Regions from separate parts of the Triticum aestivum genome. Here region 2 is linked to region 1. A link is a contact called in public Hi-C data. All regions are on one chromosome and are shown on one strand. Each heading gives the region's core, a stretch centred on a gene start, on an enhancer-like site or on the middle of the called end of the contact. The rest is flanking DNA. Distances are from core to core; before and after follow the strand shown.

Region 1 (2,700 bases), core at 164-2,663:
ATAGACACTTTTCAAAATTTGACTATATGAAGCATGAAGCCATCATTAACCTTGTCTTCGGAACATAGACACTTTCTTAGTGGATGTCATAACAATGAACCCATTAATACCAAAAGGCTGAGAAGCAAGTCAATAATAACACGAATTTGGCGATGTCAAAACTAATGACACGGATTTAGCTTAGAGGGTCAGGGGTTGATCCATGTCACAGATTTTTCTTTGCACAATTATGAAGTTACCGTCTGGTCTCAATTAGAGACTGGGACTGGCCAAATCCAAATTACCTCTAGTAAACGAAAAACCAACACCCCATCAGACTGAGATTAGCTTCTTTAGTTCCATATATAACAGCACGCGTCACAGAAGTGCTTACTTATTTAGCATCGTCATCATCATGACCAAAGCGACAAACAACGTAAAATGTAATTGATCAATCAATGCGACCGCTTCCAGTAGCGCATGAACTACAGCGACTAATCTCGCAAACTTTAATTGATCCACCAATGCGACCACTTCTAGTAGCGCATGAACTACAGCGACAAATCTGGCAAACTTTAATTGATCCACCAACGGAGCCGGCCGGCGGCAACGGCTAGACCGGCACCATTCACGCCCGCAAAGCGGGAGAATCGAACAAACGCGTGCGCGCGCGCATCCGTTACCTAGGCAGATCAAGCTCATTTCGTTGCACCAGAAAAGCAGGTGCGTTAAATACATCTACTGGTAGTCATGTAGTACCGAAATGGGCAGGGAAGCTGCAGTGATGAAGCAAGCAAACGAGAGGTGCGGGAGGGCTGGGGGAGGGAGGGCCACTCACAATGTAAGCGAGGGTGACGTCGGGGTCGTCGAAGGGGGGCATGTCGTCGCCGTAGGCCTCCCCCTCCTCCAGCTCGGCGTGGTCCGCCATGCCGGCGGCGCCGCCAGCATCCTCCTGCCGCCTCCGCACGGACAGCATCCACCCACCCCACCTACACAGGCCCGGTCAACCGCCCCGCTCGGGCCCACCTCCCACAGCTCCGCCCGCCCGCCCGCCTCGCTCGCCCCACGAATCGCAAGCTCGAATCCCGCCCGCGAGCTCCCCGATCGGGCGAATCCCCCCGAATCGCAGCCCCGCCGCCGCCGCCGCCGCCGGAGCGGCCCGAATCGGCTGCCTCCGACGCCCTCCGGATTTGGGGATCGCGAGATTCGAGCCCTTCGCCCCCCGCACACACGCACCTTCTCTCCTCTCCTCTCCTCTCCTCTCCCCTCGGTCCGCCTCTCGCTGTCCGCCTCGTCGCCTCGGCCCGGCGTCTCGAGCCTTCGTCGCACGCGAGGGACTTTTTTTTTTTTACTAATTGCCTCACGCGACAGAGCTTTCTTGCGGCTGGCTGCTGCTGCCGCCTTCTCTCTCTCTCCCCCCCGTTTGGTGGTAGACGACCTGGTGCTGGTGGGTGGTGGTGGGCGGGCGCCTGTTTGCTCGTCGCTGGTTTTCTTTTCCCTTCCCACCCCCGGCTTTTCCTCCCCCCGCCCGCGGCCTTTCCACGGGTCGTTCGAATGTTCCCCGCCCTCCCGGGGGATGCGCCCGTTTGGGAAGGCGGCTGGATCCCGTTATCTCTCACTTGCTCGCCGTCAATTCTTTCCCCTACGGGATGCGCTGGTTCCGTCAAGCGTTCTCACGCGGACGACATGAGCATTTCCTACCATTTGAGGCCTGTTTTCACGAGTAATGTGCAAAGAGGCTTGATGGGACCATAATTTTGACATGTTCCAAACATGGTTTTGGTTCCCGCATGCTCAACTCCCGGGAAGAAAGGAAAGGAATAAAGAGGCAGGAAGAAATGCCGGTCCACTTGACGTCCTGCGCCACGATTGCTTTCCTTGCATCGCATGTCCTTGTCACCAAGTTGTCTATGGCCTTCACTTGTTCGCATCCACAGAGCACCTTCTAATCAAGTGATGGTTTGCTACCCGGGTTGGGTGCGGTGGATAAACATTGGTGTGGTTAGGATATGAATATTTGCGTTAGACCACGTGTGCTCTGATTGTTTTTTCTATCTTGGAGATGCTGACAAACTATAAAAGAGAGTGTTGAAATCTTTTGCAAAAAGGATAATTGGGGTATTAGAAAAGAGACAGCATATGCGTTTGTTAGACAAAGTTGCACCCACACAAATTTTTAATAAGATTGTGGTAACAAAAGGTCCGAATATAGCATTTTGTTGGGCATCTCTGGCTCAGAAATATATCTTTAATTCCCTATCCTATCTCTCATCCTTTAATTCCTCATTTTAGCAAATTAAATTTTTGGTCAACTAGCTCATCCCCAAACTTGGAGCATCTCTAGCCGGTCCTCTATTCTGAAATTAAAATCTTCTCCCATCTTATTTTTCAAAGGTTGTGTTTGGATGTCTCCCTGGCACGGGAAATGGATTTGGTATTCAACTCGCAGCAATACAGACATTTGGATGGATAACGAGTCAGTATTCAAAACGAAAGGCCAATTCCAGGCCGTTTTGGCTCCCACGCAAAGTTGCCTCCCATGTTTTGACAGGCTACGGCTCCTATATTGCCCGAAATCGCCAGCTCCCGCAAAAGTTCGCACGCGCCACAAAAAAAGTGGGGACAGGGAGCTCAGTGGCAACCTGCAAGGGAACCCAGCGCTTGGCGGCGACCACCACGGAGATCGGCGGTTGCGCAGGTGCCATTCCTCCCCGGCCCCTC
Region 2 (2,700 bases), core at 55-2,554, 540 kb after region 1:
GTTAGTTGCCTATTCACCCCCCCCTCTAGTCAACCATATCGATCCTTTCACCAGTTCAGAAGAATGGCCGAGCGCTTCCCAAGCGACGGCGCGGCGGCGAACGGCTTCGGCCGCCGCCATCTTCACGAGGACGAGGCTCGCCTCCTTTTCGAGGCCGAGTACCCGGTCCCGCCGGACATGCGGGTGCCCGGGGCATGGAGGATCAGCGCCGGCGGCGTGCCGGTGCCACCACCGCCCACCGGGGTGGCGCGGCGTGCAGAGATCGCACGTATCCGCGCGTCCCTGCCGCGGGTGGCGAGGGAAGGCCCGCGGTACACCCCCGACAGCCCGCTCTGGGAGCCCTACTTCCGCCGCCGCCACGCCGAACAGCTCGAGGCGACGAACGGCGTCGAGCCCTCCGGCAGGCTCAACTCCGAGGGCCGGCGCCGGTGGTGGGGCGTGCCCGGCCGCACGTTGGAGGCCGTCCTCGAGTACATCGAGGGCGGCAACACGCCGCGCCTCGAGTACCCTGCTCCCCCGTCCTTCTCTCGCCGGCGTGGGAGCTCGTGGACCCGAGGCGCATGGAGCGTCCCGGGGCATCCTCCTCCTCGTCCGACCGTTCATCCGGCTCTCCCTGCCTCCGCCGCGTCAAGCCGGAGCCCCAGGACACGCCTGTCAGCGCGCGCACCCGCAGCTCCGGCGTCCGCATCGGCGACTCCACCCCCCTCCGGCCGCTTCGTTCTCGTCGATCCCAAGCCGAAGCCCGGCCTCCCGCCGGAGTACGAGGAGATAACTCGGCGTGGCTTCTCCGACGAGGACGCCCTACAGTGGGCGCGGGACGACTACCTCCGTGACGAGATGGTATATTTGCTTCCGCAAAATTACATTGAGCTGAGTTGACTCCAATTTCAACATAGTGACTTGGTTTCTATTTCACTTTTCAACAAACTCCGCGTGGTGCTGTCGAAAAACAAAACAAACTCCGCGTGAGCACGTTTGCGCGCATCTGCGTGTTGTGCACGGTGTTCTCTTCTCTTGAGAAACTGACGACCCTTCTTTGTTTTAGAAATTGCAGACGGACGATTTTTTTCTTGTTGAGATAAGAAAGCACGAGCAAATCGCCCACGGAATAACAGCAACCGCGCCACACGCCCGCTGGCAGCAGTAGTAGATCCCATCCCTTTCCACCTGCCGTGCACGCCCGCCGCACGTGCGAGCCCGCCTCCACTGACCCACACGCCAGCCCGCCTCCCCTGACGGGCCCACCCGCCAGCGGCCTCCCGCCCCGCGAACCCCACGGCGCCGCCGCCCGCCCACGCTGCTCCTACGCGTCGTCCTCCAGACGGCGACGTGAGCAGGCAGGCACCAGGCCCAAGCGCTCGCGGCTCTCCCCTCCCCTCCCCCCGGTCGATAGCTCTGCTCTTCTCTCGTCGTCGTCCGCCTACAAAACTAGACGAGGGAGAGGGGAAGCTTCTCTCCTCCTCCTCCCACCCCACCCCACCCCCACCCCCGTCGCTCTCCCAGGCCCTCCCGCCTCGCCGCGCTAGCCCCGGGGGAGCTAGCATCAGCTTCCCCTGCTGCCGCTGCTGCTGCTTCGAGTAGCCGCCGCCGCGAGATTCCAGTGGCGGGCGGGCGCCCCCAATGGACGAGGAGATCGGCGCCGCCGCCGCGCCGCAGGTAACGAACCGCTCTGCTGCTCCTCTCCACCCGTCTCTGTGCCACGTCGGGAGTTCGGATTACGACGAGGGTGATTTGGAAGGCGGCTGTGCTCGGGTTTTACTTGATGGTGGCGGCGAGATTTCGATCTCGCTTCTTCGGAGCGGGGGTGAGAAAATTGCCGCCGGATGCGGGATGGTGCGGCTGTGCAATTATTCTGGGTAAATAATTGGCTGGGTAGTTGTTTTATTACAAGTTCAATTTTGCTTGGTTCTCGAACATTGGGTTCATCAGTATCATGTGATCGAATCGGGTCAACTGTTTCGTTGGCGGAGTAGTCAGGCTGACCATGAATAGACCTTTTCGTTTTCAGCTTCTTACAGGCATGATCATCCTCATCACAGTTCTCTGTTCATACAGCTTCACTTTCGAAATTTGGAATCACCCTAGAGGTGTAAACTGTATTGGAAATTCTTTCATACAACAAAAGCTGTTTCATCAGCTGTTGGTTTATCCAATTTTGGCCAAGGTCACTGGAAATCGACATATCACTGCAATTGCATTGACCGTCTGTTTTGTGTACTAATTTAGTAGAGACGTTCACCAAGTCAGCGACCAGTTTCTTGTGGTTGTTGTTCGTGGTCTTGCTGTGCTGATGGTTGTCATTTCGCAGGGCCAGTGGAAATATCACAAAGCTCTTTCCCTACTAGCGTTTCAGAGCTTTGGTGTGGTGTACGGAGACCTGAGTACGTCGCCTCTGTATGTCTTCAAAAGCGCACTGTCTGGACTGGACAAGTACAGTGATGAGGCGACCGTCTTTGGATTGCTTTCACTGATATTTTGGACCTTGACGCTCATTCCGTTGCTAAAGTACGTCATAATTGTCTTGGGTGCTGACGATAATGGCGAGGGTGAGTGATCTCTTTGTACTAGTTTGTTTTACTGGTTTCTTAATTGCAGCGCATATGCTCCTGTGTTCTAAGTTTGGTTCATTGAATCTTTTGGAAGTTTTAGCCTAGCTTAGTAGAGCACACATGAATTCTGGTAGGCGGAGAGGAATATAGA

Evidence for each region. A called contact is a pair of places that touch in the nucleus more often than the background predicts.
Region 2: a Hi-C map of leaf shows a contact between it and region 1, with 3 times the contacts expected there. The contact joins the promoter of LOC123043775 here to the promoter of LOC123043773 in region 1. A contact is called at or near these places in 2 of 5 Hi-C or Micro-C datasets (both in leaf).

The regions. Positions count from the first base shown.
Region 1 is chr2B:110,041,017-110,043,716 of IWGSC CS RefSeq v2.1, forward strand. It overlaps LOC123043773 (cysteine-tryptophan domain-containing zinc finger protein 7), which reads right to left and starts at 1,414. Exons shown (of 13, transcript XM_044466346.1): 1 at 818-1,414. The coding sequence starts at 955.
Region 2 is chr2B:110,583,192-110,585,891 of IWGSC CS RefSeq v2.1, forward strand. LOC123043775 (potassium transporter 7) reads left to right here and starts at 1,305. Exons shown (of 9, transcript XM_044466348.1): 1 at 1,305-1,656; 2 at 2,309-2,546. The coding sequence starts at 1,621.